2 separate regions of the Mus musculus genome follow, and region 2 is linked to region 1. A link is a contact called in public HiChIP or PLAC-seq data. All regions are on one chromosome and are shown on one strand. The core of a region is the stretch at or near the end of the contact, and the rest is flanking DNA. Distances in the headings are between cores, read along the strand shown.

What was found. HiChIP or PLAC-seq counts read pairs in DNA pulled down with a chosen protein or histone mark.
Region 2: a BATF HiChIP or PLAC-seq map of CD8 T cells shows a contact between it and region 1, with 27 read pairs. The contact joins two enhancer-like sites. A contact is called at or near these places in 2 of 484 Hi-C or Micro-C datasets (forebrain and nephron progenitors) and 8 of 115 datasets of contacts at active chromatin or transcription factors (the 230-238 cell line, CD8 T cells, Th17 cells and 5 more).

Annotation. Positions count from the first base shown.
Region 1 is chr13:30,628,215-30,632,353 of GRCm38.p6, forward strand. No RefSeq gene overlaps it. Among named protein-coding and RNA genes, the nearest start is that of 4930519D14Rik, 15 kb to the left of the region's middle. Within about 2 kb of position 1,812, at least 28 of the 459 cell types and tissues checked have an H3K27ac peak or open chromatin away from gene starts, as enhancers often do. A contact at or near this core is called in CD8 T cells and Th17 cells, where this site is marked.
Region 2 is chr13:30,832,169-30,836,307 of GRCm38.p6, forward strand. The region is part of intron 23 of Exoc2 (exocyst complex component 2); the gene reads right to left. Among named protein-coding and RNA genes, the nearest start is that of Irf4, 85 kb to the left of the region's middle. Within about 2 kb of position 2,388, at least 87 of the 459 cell types and tissues checked have an H3K27ac peak or open chromatin away from gene starts, as enhancers often do. A contact at or near this core is called in CD8 T cells and Th17 cells, where this site is marked.

The sequences.
Region 1 (4,139 bases), core at 562-3,061:
ATAAAACCCAGGGCCACGTGTACACTAGGCAAACACTTCATCACTGACTGAGCCACATCCTCAGCCCACCTCCTTTTTTTTTTTTTTTTTTTTTTTTTGATATTGGACTTTCACTGGGCATCTTTTTTTGAATAGAAAGTTGATTGGCTGGTTGACCTTAAGTCCCTCCCAGCTGCTGACGTGTCTCTCAGCCACTGCATTTGAGTGAATGCTTTTGCTCATGGGTTTTGTATTGACTCATTTTACATTTATCTACATGGCTAGCAAAGTCACAGAGCAATCCCATTTCAATTGTTTAAAAAAAAAAAAAAAGCCCATTGGTATTTCTGTGGGTTGCCTTGGTTACTTCACATTGGGAGCTTCCATGTGAACAGCGTCTGTCTGGCAGAGCCCAGCTGGAGGCAGCACCATGAGTTGTCCTGAGTGACAGCTAAATTAAGAACGTTTCCAAAGGAAGGAGTGGCTGAGTGAGGACACCCTGGTTCTGGGAGGCTGTGGGCGCTAGTTATGAGGCAGCAGGTACCCCAGGGTGAGTTCAGTTCAGATTACAGACATTCAGGGGATTTTCAGTTCTGCTGAGAATTAGCTGTGTGACCTTGTGGATAGTTTTACCTCTCTGGGCCTCAAGTTCCTCTTCTGGGGAATAAATACTCAAAAGCTATTTCTAAAGGTCCTTCTAGATGAGGAACCTAGGAAGAGAGCGGGGAGGGGGAGGACTTTTTCAAGGTCCCATTGTTCCTCCTTTACCAACTTGGTCGCAGGGTCAACATCAATTCCATAGAGCACCTCCCTGTGTCAAGGACACAGGGAACTCGTTGTCCAACCACACTAAGAAATACCTCCGTGTGCTTTTCCATCCCACTTACTTGTCTGTGCATGGGCAAGGATATGTTTTGATTATGAACACCGAAGGCTCGTACTGGAGCCAACTTTGGCCAAGGTGAGGGCTTGAGACATGGGACCAGCAAGGAGCTCGTAAGTCATCAGCAACAGTACCACTGGGACTCAGCAGTTACGCCTCTCAGCTGGAGTGTGGAGCAAAAACCACTCTCACCCATCTCACGGGCCCAGGGAGAATGTGGTCCTGGACTATATCCCCAGTGCTGAGGAGAAGGGGAGGACCTTACCCCAGCTGCCTCATTTCTCCTTGCCAGCATCTTCATTCTCTACTTCTGCTCAATTTGCTACTTGATTGAAAATAGCTCTGACCAAAACGTTTTCTATGGGATGAGACCCACCTCTCACTCCTTCATCTGAATCCCTAAGAAGCATAAATGCCAATCTTGTACCAAGACCCTCTACCTTATTCCCACTCCACTTTATGAGACCAAACTCAAGCGGAGGTTGAGGTGGCCCTTAGTGCATCCACTTACAAGAGTAGGATGGGAGAAACTCTTGCCTAAGGAAGATCTGGCCTCTAACTCGATCAGGGTCGATGATTGGTTGGGTTATGCCAATCTCTGAGCCCTGGAGGAGTCGTCACATGTGTTCTGAGTGAACACGTTAAGGAAGATAACCAACTAAAAGTGAAATTACTGGGAAAGATAGGCTCACCAAGTGAACCCTACTTCGGGACTTTAAAAAAGAAACTAAAAAGATATTAACTACACAACATAAGCCACCCAGCTTTTGAAAAGAGGTTCCTAGAAGGCAGTGAAACCAGGCAGTAAACATCGAAGCCAGCAGCGTATTAGCAGTTTGCATTAGAAGGCATGCTGCCGCTGTGCGCCTGCATTTCTGCACCAGGAGAGGACCAGCAGGAACCCACAATGCTATGACATTGGTTTTGAATTTTCAGTGACTTGGGCGGGGGTGGAGGGGCGGTTCTTACAGACCCACATCACTTTAAAAGTTCTGACATCAGTAAGGCATGCACAGAGCCTAGAAAAAGGATGCTTTTCGGTTTGCTTCCCCGTGGTTACAACCTTAAAGTTTAAAGAAAGTATCTCATGGAAAATGGTGGCTGTCAGCCCTTCCTCATTTTACAAGAGGCTCAACAACTCTCAGACAACTGGAGGTTGGTGGACCCCCCACTTCCTGTTCTGGGAAATATCAATCTTCAGTTGTCACTAATGTTACATGTATACAGTGACTAAAGGCACACGTTCTTTCAGAGCTTAGCATCAGACCCAAACCAAGATTGTATTAGGACCATTGGTGGGATAGGTACCCAGGTGCTGATTCTGACACGATCTGTACTGAGGCTTGGTGTTTACACAGCAGATTAACTGTTGGTCTTATCAGCATTGCTCTGTGGTGGTGATATTTTGACCTGATTTATGCTTAGTAGCTGTTACTGCCCCCTGCATTTTGCTAATGTGTGCTATGTTGAAACTGCCATGTATAGTCTGAGTCTCTCTGGCTCCTCCGCAGATGCCTGATTGGAATGACAGACAGACCAGACAGACGGACATTTGTGTGGACAGCCATGCAGACAGCATGAGAAGGCAGTGGGAGGAGAGCCATGACATTCTATATTAAATTATTCATACTGAACATATATTTATAGAAATATTTGTATCATGTTCATATAAATGCATCATATTTAGTGTCTAATTATATTTAATATCATAAAACACAAACTCTGACAGATGAACATTTTTTCCCAGATTCCATTTTGTTCATGTCCTATGGTTCTTTCTAAAAGAAAGAAGTCTTTGATATTGTCTTCTTTAAAAATTAAGGTAATCAGAATTTTTAAAATCTAAAGTGGATAATTCCATAAAATGTATATGACTGACCCCCAAAATTGTAAAATCTAACGTGGAGTTCCAAAGCATCCATTTTGAATGCATATCCTAAGTGTGCAGAGCAGCTCAGTGAGTTGCATAGACCCTGGAGTCTCTAATTCTGCTGTGTGAGGTTTTTACTTGTCTGAAAGTATTTTAATGATAAAGTATTTTGATATTTATAATAAAATGATAAGTATTTTGATGATAACTATTTTAATGATAAAGTATTTTAATGATAAATTTACTTTAAATTTTAAATAAATAAAATGCCTTCTGGATAAAAGTTTTGGGAAAAATTTCAGGACTGTAGCATGCCTATTAGTAAAGTCAATGCATTATTTTTCTCTAAAGTACTGATTGTGTTATAGAAAAAAGTCACGCTTTCTGAAACAGTTTCCTTTTAAAAATTAACTCGATCTTCCTCTGACTGCTCTTGGTTGACTAATCATAAGAAATCTCCCCATGATGAGATAGTTCCAATTCTGATTTTATCATTGTGAGGAAAAGGAAACTTCCATTTTTTTCCCTTAAGAGGGTGTGTCAGTGCTTTTATACAGACAGCCTTTCTCTGAAAGAATACATTTCCTGAGACATAGAATTGTTTAAGCTTAGATAATTAGTTATTCTGATGTTTAAAATGCAAAGCTATTTGTAAAACTCAAGTAAACAAGATTTAAAGGTTATTCTCACAAGCTAAATCCTAGCAACAACAACAAAAAAAAATGGAAGAGAACTAAGTATTGTTGCCATAAGATGATTGTTTTAAAAGAAATACATCCATGGGTTTAGAGAATAGTTCTGGGATGGACCTCTAAGAGTTTCTTTGTGTGTATATAAGGTATGAACACGTCCTTTAAAAATTGCCAAAAAAAAAAAAAAACAAAACAGTGCCCTGCTAGTTGGTCAGTAGTGTGTGTGTTGAGTGTACACACAAGAAGTTTTTAACCCAAGCACTGTGTGCTTCCCTGCAGGTGACTTAGGCTTTAACTGAAAAAGAGTGTAGAAGCAAGAGGCATAGAGTTTTGATCTCCTGGCTTCCCATCAACCTCTTGTGCCTGCTCTTGTTCCTGGCTCTGAACTCTCCAGACACTCAGCTCTGCTTTTTAAGAAGTTTCCTGAGGATAGCTGGCATGTCTCCACATGTGTTTTTGTCCACTCCTGGCATTCTCTTCCACAGGAAAGAGAATGTGTGTTAGTGGACCTGGCAGGTGTCCTCCATCTTAGTCTCATGAACAAGAAAGATACCTACAGGCAGCCTTAGCTCTATAGAAAGTCTTGCCCGGTCAGACCTCTGAGGTCTATTAATTATCAGTTCTAGAAAAAGCTTTAGCTTTCTTTTGGATGTGGTTTGTTACTACCAAAACTCATGTAGAATCTGGATGCCAGTGTGGCTGTGTTGGAAGGTGA
Region 2 (4,139 bases), core at 1,138-3,637, 200 kb after region 1:
CATTTCATTAGAATGCTTCCTCCCCCCAGTGAACTTTAACAAAAAGTGTTTAAGGCTGGCTGGAGACAAGGTAATTCATTTGAGCTTTGAGCTCTCCTCAATGTCTGGGGACGCTCCAGGTGTTACACAGCCAGATTTGATTCTCTTTATTACTAATATGAACAGCTCCCGAGGACACACCCACAGGAAAGAATATGCTAAAAAACGAGCAGGTCTTAATGAACAGGCCTTTCTCCTTACTTTTTAAAATATTTTAAAATTTTCAAAATTAAATTTCTGCTGGAAAGAAATAAACATGGAAGTATGGGCTCATTTAATAACAACTAAACATTCAATGAATGTTGTCTTGACCACTTTCCCCTGAGAATGACACCTGACAATCTGGTATGTTCTTTCAGACTTTTGCCTAGGAATATGTTTGTTTGTTTGTTTGTTTGTTTTAAAAAAGAGATTACAATTATCTTCTTAAAACTTAATTATATCACATTCTTTAAGAAACAAATGTAAACAAAACAAACAAACCAAATCAACCTGCTTTTCAGGGCAAGCCGGGCCTTTAGTAATGTCAAGTGAAATACACAGCCTCCCATGCAATCCTGCTCCTACTCAGGACAGATTCCTCCCAGGCAAGTACAGCTTTCCCACTGCCTGCCCCGCTCACACACACCCGCATCACTAGAGGGTACAGCTGATACACTGATGGCCCTAGCAACAGAGGCCAGGGCCCACAACAGGGCCACTGCTGGAGATGCACATTCTGTCGGCTTAGTGGAATATGCTCACCACTACAGTGATGTGACAGTCTTTGTGCCTGAAACGTCACTGCTGCCTCTCTCATGGATGTCTCCTTCTCCATTAACCTTGAAGCTGCTTGCTTTCTCTCCCCGCAAACCCCTACCATTCTGTCTTTTCCAGAAATGTCATAGGTTTGAGCTCATATAGTACACATGTAGATGTACTTTGTAGACCTGCTGGTCCAGAATTTGCAATAATCCCCCTCCTCGCATCCCGAGTGCTGGGACTACAGGGATGTATCACCTAGCTCATTTTATTTTAATAGGATAACCTAGAGGTGGAACTGCTGCGTTGGAGGGTTTTCAGTCTTGGTAGATTCTGCCAAGCTGTCATTCAAAAGGCCACAGGAAACAGAGGTCTTGCTTCTCCATGCATTTTAACCATGGGTTGCCTGGTGCTACAACATGTCCCAACTCAACAGTTCATTGAAAACTTTTAAACAGCAATTTGACAAAACTTTTCATTGAAAAAAAAATCAAGTAGCATTTTAAGCAAAATGTAAAGGTGGACGAAGCCAAGCCTTTCACTCCTCTGCCTGTCTGGAGTCTCAAAAGGAGTTACAGAAAGCATGCCGTACCATGTGAAGCCATACCAAGAATGCAGACCTTCCTTCCCGTGAACCACTTCCTGGCACAACAGACATTGCTTCTCTATGGACAAACTCAAAGTTCTCTGCTAGTGTTGTTTTGAAACCCGGCACTCCCCGGTAGGTAATACTTCAAGAAATTGGAAAGTCTGGAGACAACCTACTTCGTACACCACATTTCCTGTTTTTAACCCCTGTGCCCTAAATCAGTTAGCACTCCTAGTCTACTGACAAAAATAGATCGAAAAATACTATAAATATCCCACAATGTACTTTTTAAAATTGTCAAACTGAAACATTACATGAAAGAAGCCTGGGCTGTTTTTTTTTTTTTTTTTTCTTTTTAAGTAAACTATCTATTCAACTATACTCTAAAGACACATACTGCCTGTTTTTTTTTTTTTTTTTTAAAGATAGTCAGAAACTTTATCAGTATTGGCATAACAGACAAAGAAGCCTAAATATCACATAATACAATTAGCTTTTGTTGTAATGGAGAAAGCAAATTTCTGTTGGAAGTACAGGTCTCCCTGTTTTGGTGTACATTCCCATACTGACTTGTATCCTCAGGGGCAAGGTGGCCCTACTGTGAGTGTGTGAATAATAACTTCTGCCTCTATAGTGCTGTTTTCTATACCAGGACTTTTCCTGTATCAAAATGTGGTCCTACTGATCACTATGGTGGATTTCATAGGAAAACTCTACTCTTTAGAAAACAAAGTATTACCAGCAATGAAAATACTAATGAGTTCATGGTTTACTTTTATATACATATAAATAAAATTCAGTGGAACTTAGTATCAATAAACTGCCTTATTATTAAAAGCTGTTTAGAAAAACAGCTTTCAAGACTTAGAAATAGGCAAGGGGGACGCAAGTCCCCAGCCTCTCCTCAGCAGTTTACGTGATGTGTTACAGGAACCATGGATCACATCAACAGCGCATGTCACAGAACAGTCTGCAGCATTAGCGCACGAGTCAGCCAGTTCCTCATAACCCTGACATCCTGAACTTCAGCCTTCAAAGGAGACAGAATTAACACGAACTGACACATTAAAACTACTCTGTCTCAACTAACTACACACACACACAACATTAACACACCAACACACACACACACTCACACACACCCCTCTCTCATCCCCTCATCAAGCCTTTCATTAGAAAGCAGTCTTAACTGGAAAAGTGAAAGTAACAACAAAAAAGATTCACTCTCTCCATGCAAATGAGAGTTTTTATTCACACTGTAAACTACCACTCTGAACATAATATTGCATAAATAGGAACTGTTCAATTTTCAAAATCTCAAGGAGGCCAGTTTAAAGAAAATATTATTTCAGTAAGATTGTAAGATTGAAACCTGACGCTTGGGCTGGAAGCACTGCTGGGTAGCAGGCTACTGAGCTGTGGACTCTGGAAAACACGTCAGCTGTGAGGAGCATGCCCATGTGAGGAGCATGCCCATGTGAGGAGCATGCCCATGTGAGGAGCATGCCCATGTGAGGAGCCCGCCCATGTGAGGAGCCCGCCCATGTGAGGAGCCCGCCCATGTGAGGAGCCCACCCATGTGAGGAGCCCACCCATGTGAGGAGCCCGCCCATGTGAGGAGCCCGCCCATGGCCTGGCACCCGTGTGCAGAAGGTGCAGAGCTGCTCTCGGGCTTATGAGAGCAGTGAGCTGTAGTGAGGTGCCCCAGCACTGGAACCAACTGTGGGGCAGAGAAAGAACTGGGTGTGAGCCTCATCCTCAACATCCAGCTCCATAGACTAATCTTTCATATGAAGGAGTGGCCCACTGTTGTAACTTTAGTCATTAAATCAAAGGATCAATCTAGATATTAAAAAGTTTGGTCATGTGAAAACTAGAAGTCAACAGTTGTGAATTAGTCAAGCCCCATTTCCACAGTAAGAATCCAGGTACAAGTGTCTGTCTCTAGAGTCCTATGTTTTTGCACAAGCCACTAATCTGCTGAGAGTATTAAAGACACAAAGTGCTGCTTCTGCACTGGTGGATCCAATGGCAGAAGACAGAGGTTACGTAGAAAGGGCAGGGTGGTGGATCTGAGTGAGCCTCTGGCTCCCCAGGGGCTGTCTACCTGCCTGAGCCTTTATTTGTAGAGCTTCGATAACAGCTTTCGGAGATGGTTCTGAGGACAAGACACACAATCCAAGGGGAGCAAGAGGATAGAGGAGGGCTCAGCTCCTCATTTCATACACGGGATTCTGTTTCTGACTCTTTACGATGCAATCTTCCTTCACACATGTGGATTCAAGTGGCTATTTCACTCCAGCCCCTGAGCTGCTCTTTGTCCTCACAAGAAGCTTGCTTTCCCGGTGCTCTGCTAGATATATCCTCTCTGCTAGATATATCCTCTCTGCTAGATATATCCTCTCTGCTAGATATATCCTCTCTGCTAGATATATCCTCTCTGCTAGATATATCCTCTCTGCTAGATATATCCTCTCTGCTAGATATATCCTCTCTGCTAGATATATCCTCTCTGCTAGATATATCCTGAGTGATCTGCAATAGCTCAATGCAGGTTTTTAATGCCAAAGAAATGCAATGCCTTCACTCTCCCTGATAGCTCTGCCAAAGGAAGGACTTGTTCATGGCTCCCCACGGTGATTAAAACATCATATTTGCTGTCAGGAGGTACAACCTAAAAGTCTATAGGATTGTTCAAATCAAAGGTATACAAATTTTAACCCTCTCAATACAAGTATATTTACACCTAAAGTTATAACATGATCTAAAT